Linked DNA regions of Culex pipiens: region 1 is linked to region 2. Evidence: chromatin contacts called from public Hi-C data. All regions are on one chromosome and are shown on one strand. Each heading gives the region's core, a stretch centred on a gene start, on an enhancer-like site or on the middle of the called end of the contact. The rest is flanking DNA. Distances are from core to core; before and after follow the strand shown. Region 1 holds the start of LOC120416798 (calcium and integrin-binding family member 2). Region 2 holds the start of LOC120416772 (inositol-pentakisphosphate 2-kinase).

Region 1 (2,700 bases), core at 147-2,646, 320 kb before region 2:
TTTTTGAGCACGGTTTATGAACAGTCATGACATGAAAAACATGAAACTGTCGAGTTTTGCTCTATCAAGATATGTGGCCATTTAAAAACGGAGTTTTTTTGAAAAAAATGCCGAAAATCGCAAAACATTTGAAAGAAGGGGTGGTCAAATTTGGTTCAAAATTGGGATTTGATAGTATCAAGAGCTCCACCAAATTTGAGCTTGATCAGAGAAAGCCAATTTCTAGTAGTGTGAAATTTGGCACGGAATGACCCACATAACATAAGCCATTTATGGCTTCTTTTCTGTGCAATGCAATGAATAAGCGATTTGTGAAATCGTAGAAAATGATTTTTTTTTTAAGAAAACAGCATGAGTTTTTTTCTTGGGATATTGTGTAAAAATCTAGAACAAAGAATAAAGAAGAAAGAAATAAATAATTCAGGTGTTCCTTGCCATTTTTAATCTGATTCTAGATTTGATTCCAAAGTTAGAACATAATGAAACGAGAATCAAAGCTATTTTGAAAATAACTGGGAAAAAAATAATTACCGCAAATTTAAATGTAAATCCTACACATAACTCACCATAAATCTTAAACGCGTAAAACACCTTTATATCCCTCGGCGCTTGCTCACTAAACACCGACAGCAGATCCAAAAAGTCCTCAAAGGTTAAATTTCCATCGCCCTGGCGGGAAAACGCCTCGCAAATCCTCCCCTTGAACGGGTTCTCCACCAGCTCGGGCATCTTCTCGATCCTCTCTCGTGGCACCTGTATCGAGGTGGCCTGCCCCTCGGTCATCACCTCCGGCACCAGTTCCGGACTGGTTTCGCGGAACCGCTTGTGCACCCTCAGAATGTCCTTCCTCGTGAAGAACGTACAGTCCTGGTAGTCCTCCAGCTGCTGGTCGGTGAAAGTGACCACCTTGTTGCCCATGGCCAAGTGATGTGAACCTGTTGGCTGCCGGAATCAGACTGCTGGTCCCAAAGGCAACCGGGCCTTCAATTATAAAACACTCCCCCGGGGGAGCAGGAAGCAGGTTGAATTGAGGAGCAACACGCAATAAAAAAAGAGGCAAAGCACCGTCCGTCAGGAATGTGAAGACGATTGCAATCATCCAACGGGGTGATATGATAACGCAGTAGGGTAGGACATCGAAGGAAGGAAGAATGAACCCACCCACGCGGGGAAATTAAAAGCCAGCATGAATATTAGCACTTCTGCCACTGCTGTTGGGTTGACTGATGTTTGCCTGCGGGGCACTCCCATGTGTAAGGATATTCCTATAAGAGTGTGGGGTTGGCGGGAATAAATTTCGCTTTTCCATTATATTAAAGTCGTCCAGTCCAGCTCAACCATGCTCCTCCTTAAATTCGTGAATTATTGTCTTAAGATGTTATTCAAAATTTGTTTGTTATATATTTGATATGTAATAAAAAAAAAAACAAAGGCTGCGGAGTCGGGTCATATTTCAAACGACTCCGACTCCGGCTCCGGTTTTCATCTCCTACAGAATCTGACTCTAAACCGAAAAAAACCCTAGCCGACTTCGACTCCGACACCAACTCATTATTAAAAATATCTTAGAATTAAAATTAATATTTGATTTTGATATCATTGTAACTCACATGTTCAGTTCACATCTACATGAATATGTTTTAAAATAATTGTGTGATTTGCTTCAACGATATCTTGCAACAATATCACAATAGTTTGCCCAAGGATCAACACTTTCAGATTCTTAAGCAGAATGAGTTAACATGTTAACAATGTTTCAAAATTATCTGCTTTTTATTTGAAGTATTTTTGACAATTTAAACTATTATCGCCGTAACAATTTATTTTTTTGTAATTACATTCAAAATATGAATTTTGATTTCCAATAGATGATTAAGCAATAGATTCTTATTATAGTTGAAAATTGGTTATGAATTAGATGGAAGATTTGATGTAGCTAATTCATTTATTTCTGGCAGCTTTAACCTTCTTTGTCAACCGCTTATTTTTTATTTTTTTTAAAATGGCTCTAACACAAGAATTAAAATTAAATTATTTAAAAATTGCTCAACCGATAGCTCTTTTAAATGTTGATCATATAAAAAACAAGAGATAAGCTAGAGGTTTTTATTTTTGTTAAAAGTTTTAAATGTTGATAGTTTAACTTTGTTTTACAAATATGCATTACATGAATTGCAAATTTTATTGATTTTAATAACAGAGCAGACATTTCACAAAAGTTTCATGTTTATACATTAAATCAAGCCATTAGTTTCCCAGTTAGAAAATTAGGACATATTGACGTATTATCCTAAATTTAAACATTAAAGTGACAAAAAAGAAAAAAAAATGACTTGGTTTAAATGTTCAATGAAAAAAAAAGTTTGATGCCAATACAGTTCTAGAGTTATTTTTAAAGGTCCAATAAGGCCGATCAAATATTTTACAAAGATTTTGTCCCTCGACTCTGGCCGGATCAAGGGGGATGCAAAAAAATTAAAAAATATATAATAATTGAAATTACAAGCCAGAATTTCAACCTTTCAATGAAAAAACCTTTGGAAAATGCATTATACAGCCGTACAGTTGATATGCAATCATTAAGCTTAAAAAATGTAAGATTTGACGAAAACAAAAAAATTAGAAAAAAAAAACAATTAGCGGTATTGTACATCGAAAAAACCCAAAAATTTTAAAAAAAAATTTTGAACCACTCCAAAC
Region 2 (2,912 bases), core at 359-2,858:
AAAGACTACATGAACCTCGTGACGAAAAAAAAGCATCATGAACAAAGCGCCATGTACATTCGGCGAAGAAAAACGAATCATAACAAAGCGTCCCCCTCAATGACAGCAGGGTGATATAGACGTTGGTGATTTCAAAAGAAGTTATGTTTGTTTTTCTTAAATAAAACGACGGAAATAATGTTTTATTGAATTTGGATGATCAAGTATCAATGAAAGCAACGTTTTTCATCGTTTGTTATTATTAGAACATCTTATTTTGCTTTTATATTAAAATGGGAATTGAAAATGGATGCTCAACATTCAAATGCGTTTTTCTCAAAACGCATGGTTTGTACATGATGCTTTTTGAAATGTTGGCGTCGATTTATCATTGTCCTGTGTCTAATGCTTGTGAAGATACAGCGGTTTTAAAAATAAAAATGTGGAAAAAATAGGTTTTTTGGTGGTTTTTGGCAATTTCTATATGACAGACATGATTTTTCAGTCTCGTAAATATTTGTACCGGAAAGCTCGTCCAATTTCCCACAAGTTTGTCTTTGACAGCATTTCAATTGGATGTATGGGCTTACAGATATAAGCTTAATAACATTGCTTATAACTGAAAATAGAATATATTATTTCAGTAATTGTAATTCTGTAATTTTATTTGGCTACGATATCCTGTTAGTCAGACTTTTTATTCAGTAAATATTTAAACGAGTCAAATCAAAAAGCTGTCCAAAACAAACATATGGGAAATTAGACAAGCTTTCCGGTACAAATATTTCTGGAGCAACATTTGAGAGGGGCGGTACGACATTGCTCTTACGGCATTTGATTACACGCGTTTAAATGGGACGAAAGGCCGTAAGAGCAATGTCGTACCGCCTTTTTCAAATGTTGCTCCAGATTTATCCTTAGAATTATTACTCCAGATGCATTGATAAAAATTATATATTTTAATATTTTTCTAAATATTAACAATTATTTCATAGAGTTCAGTTGAAACTTTAAAAAGGCACACAAAGTGATAACTCAAGTGGTTAACCTTGCATCGATATCCGATCGATATTTCCCATAATAGAAATAAATAACCTGGCCAGGGACAAAACCGTGCAATTACAAGCATCCCTCTAAGCTCGGTATGACCTGGTATGGAGAAGTACATCTAAAATAGAAGCAAATCAATGAGATACTCACCAGCATCAACAGCACAAACAGGCTGGCAGGTGCAACTGGAGAAGGTCACACCGAGAGGTTGGCTGGAGGGACAACGAGATCTGGAGTTTGGTTCCGATGCTGTGTGTGCAATTGGAACCCTGTGTGGGCAGCACGGATTATCCAATTGGAATTATTTCACCGCCCAAAATAGCGCCACATGGACTTTTTGGCTGACGACTTGGGAATTGATTTTCTTTAGTAGAACAGGAAACATTTTTTTCAGGTAAACTTGTAACACAATGCACTGGAACTTATTGCACACACTCGATAATTATGCAACCTTCGACGGCAATTGAAGCTTAATTTATGCACACACTGAACAGGACATTGACGATGCACTTTTTTGCTTGCTCCGGATTTGGGAAACACTTTTCGAGCGCTGACTTTTTCTGCTAAATTCTCTGCCGCTGGAGATTTCTTTGGATCTACCCGTATTTCTCGCAAGATTGGACCACTTTTCAATTGAGCACAATATAGATCACATCCGGAAGAACCCCAAAACCACAACACCCGCCAATTTGAGGGAACCTTCCTCTATCACTCATTAGGAACACAAAACACGAACGGCTGGAACAATTTCCCCCTCACCGGAACTGGAACCAGGATCACGCCACTACACAGATTCGGTACGGAACCGTATTTCACCCGCAGGGTTTGATGTTGTGGACGGGAACGCGATGCACTTGGCCGCGGATTACAAAAAAACGCGAAACCGCGAACCGAACACACACAGATCGCCTCGACTCGCTTGCCAGGTCCCGTAATCTGTCAGTTTTGTTGTTTTGTGCTGGCAGTTTTATTTAGTCAGTGTTGCCAAATGGGTACAAAAACTTGAGAAGTATTTTTAAAATACAGAGCGGTTTCGTTAATCCGAATAAATACGAACTGCCTTCGAATTATTTAGCGAATCCAAGTTCGCTAATAGGGTCCTAAAGCCCTATGTTAGTTTATATATATAACGGTAAAAAGTACGATTAAAAACCATTTCTGATCACATATTTTTATGAAAATAAATAAAGTGACAAGACATTATTTTTACGATGGATCAACTATGGTCCCCTTGGAACAAGCTGTCAAGTAGGACCTTTTCTGTCAAGAAGGGCCACGAAGTTGTTTTTTTTTAAATTGATTAAAAAATCCATTTTAAAATCCTTTGCGGTCGTACAAAATACATTTAATGTTCGTTGTTCTCAGAAAAAAGCTTTGTTGTTGTAAACAATAATATCAGAAAAATAGGACCCGATTGCATCAGAATCAGTCTTTTGCTTTCTTTTGGAGAATAAAATTGTGTTTGTTGTATTAATGCAAAATAATATGTGTTTTGATTGCTAAATAAAGTCCCCGATCACGACAGTCTAGTTTTTTTTAATTGGGTACTAAACTGCCCATGTTCGCATAAATGTCCCATATACAAAAACAGTAAGCTGAGAAAAACACAAAACAAATTTGTCCCACACATAAGGCTACGTGTTAAGTTTTCGCGAAAATATTGAATTTCCTCCTGATTTCTAGAACAGTGGTTCTCAACCTTTATCGTTCCATTCCCCCCTTGACTAATTTTCAAGACCTTCATTCCTCCCCCCCCCTAGAATTTTGAAAAAAAAATCAATTATCATAATCTTAGATTCAATGTTTACTATAAAATTTAAGTTATTATGAAAAGCAAAAAAATATTAAAAAAGCATGAAAATCCATTTTTTTATTTATATTAC

What was found. A called contact is a pair of places that touch in the nucleus more often than the background predicts.
Region 1: a contact with region 2 is called in a Hi-C map of embryo, with 5 times the contacts expected there. The contact joins the promoter of LOC120416798 here to the promoter of LOC120416772 in region 2. A contact is called at or near these places in 2 of 3 Hi-C or Micro-C datasets (embryo and whole pupa).

Annotation. Positions count from the first base shown.
Region 1 is chr2:45,400,533-45,403,232 of TS_CPP_V2, reverse strand. It overlaps LOC120416798 (calcium and integrin-binding family member 2), which reads right to left and starts at 1,396. Exons shown (of 2, transcript XM_039578674.2): 1 at 567-1,396. The coding sequence starts at 918. The region is part of intron 1 of LOC120430668 (trissin receptor-like); the gene reads left to right.
Region 2 is chr2:45,075,755-45,078,666 of TS_CPP_V2, reverse strand. It overlaps LOC120416772 (inositol-pentakisphosphate 2-kinase), which reads right to left and starts at 1,608. Exons shown (of 12, transcript XM_052707999.1): 1 at 1,180-1,608.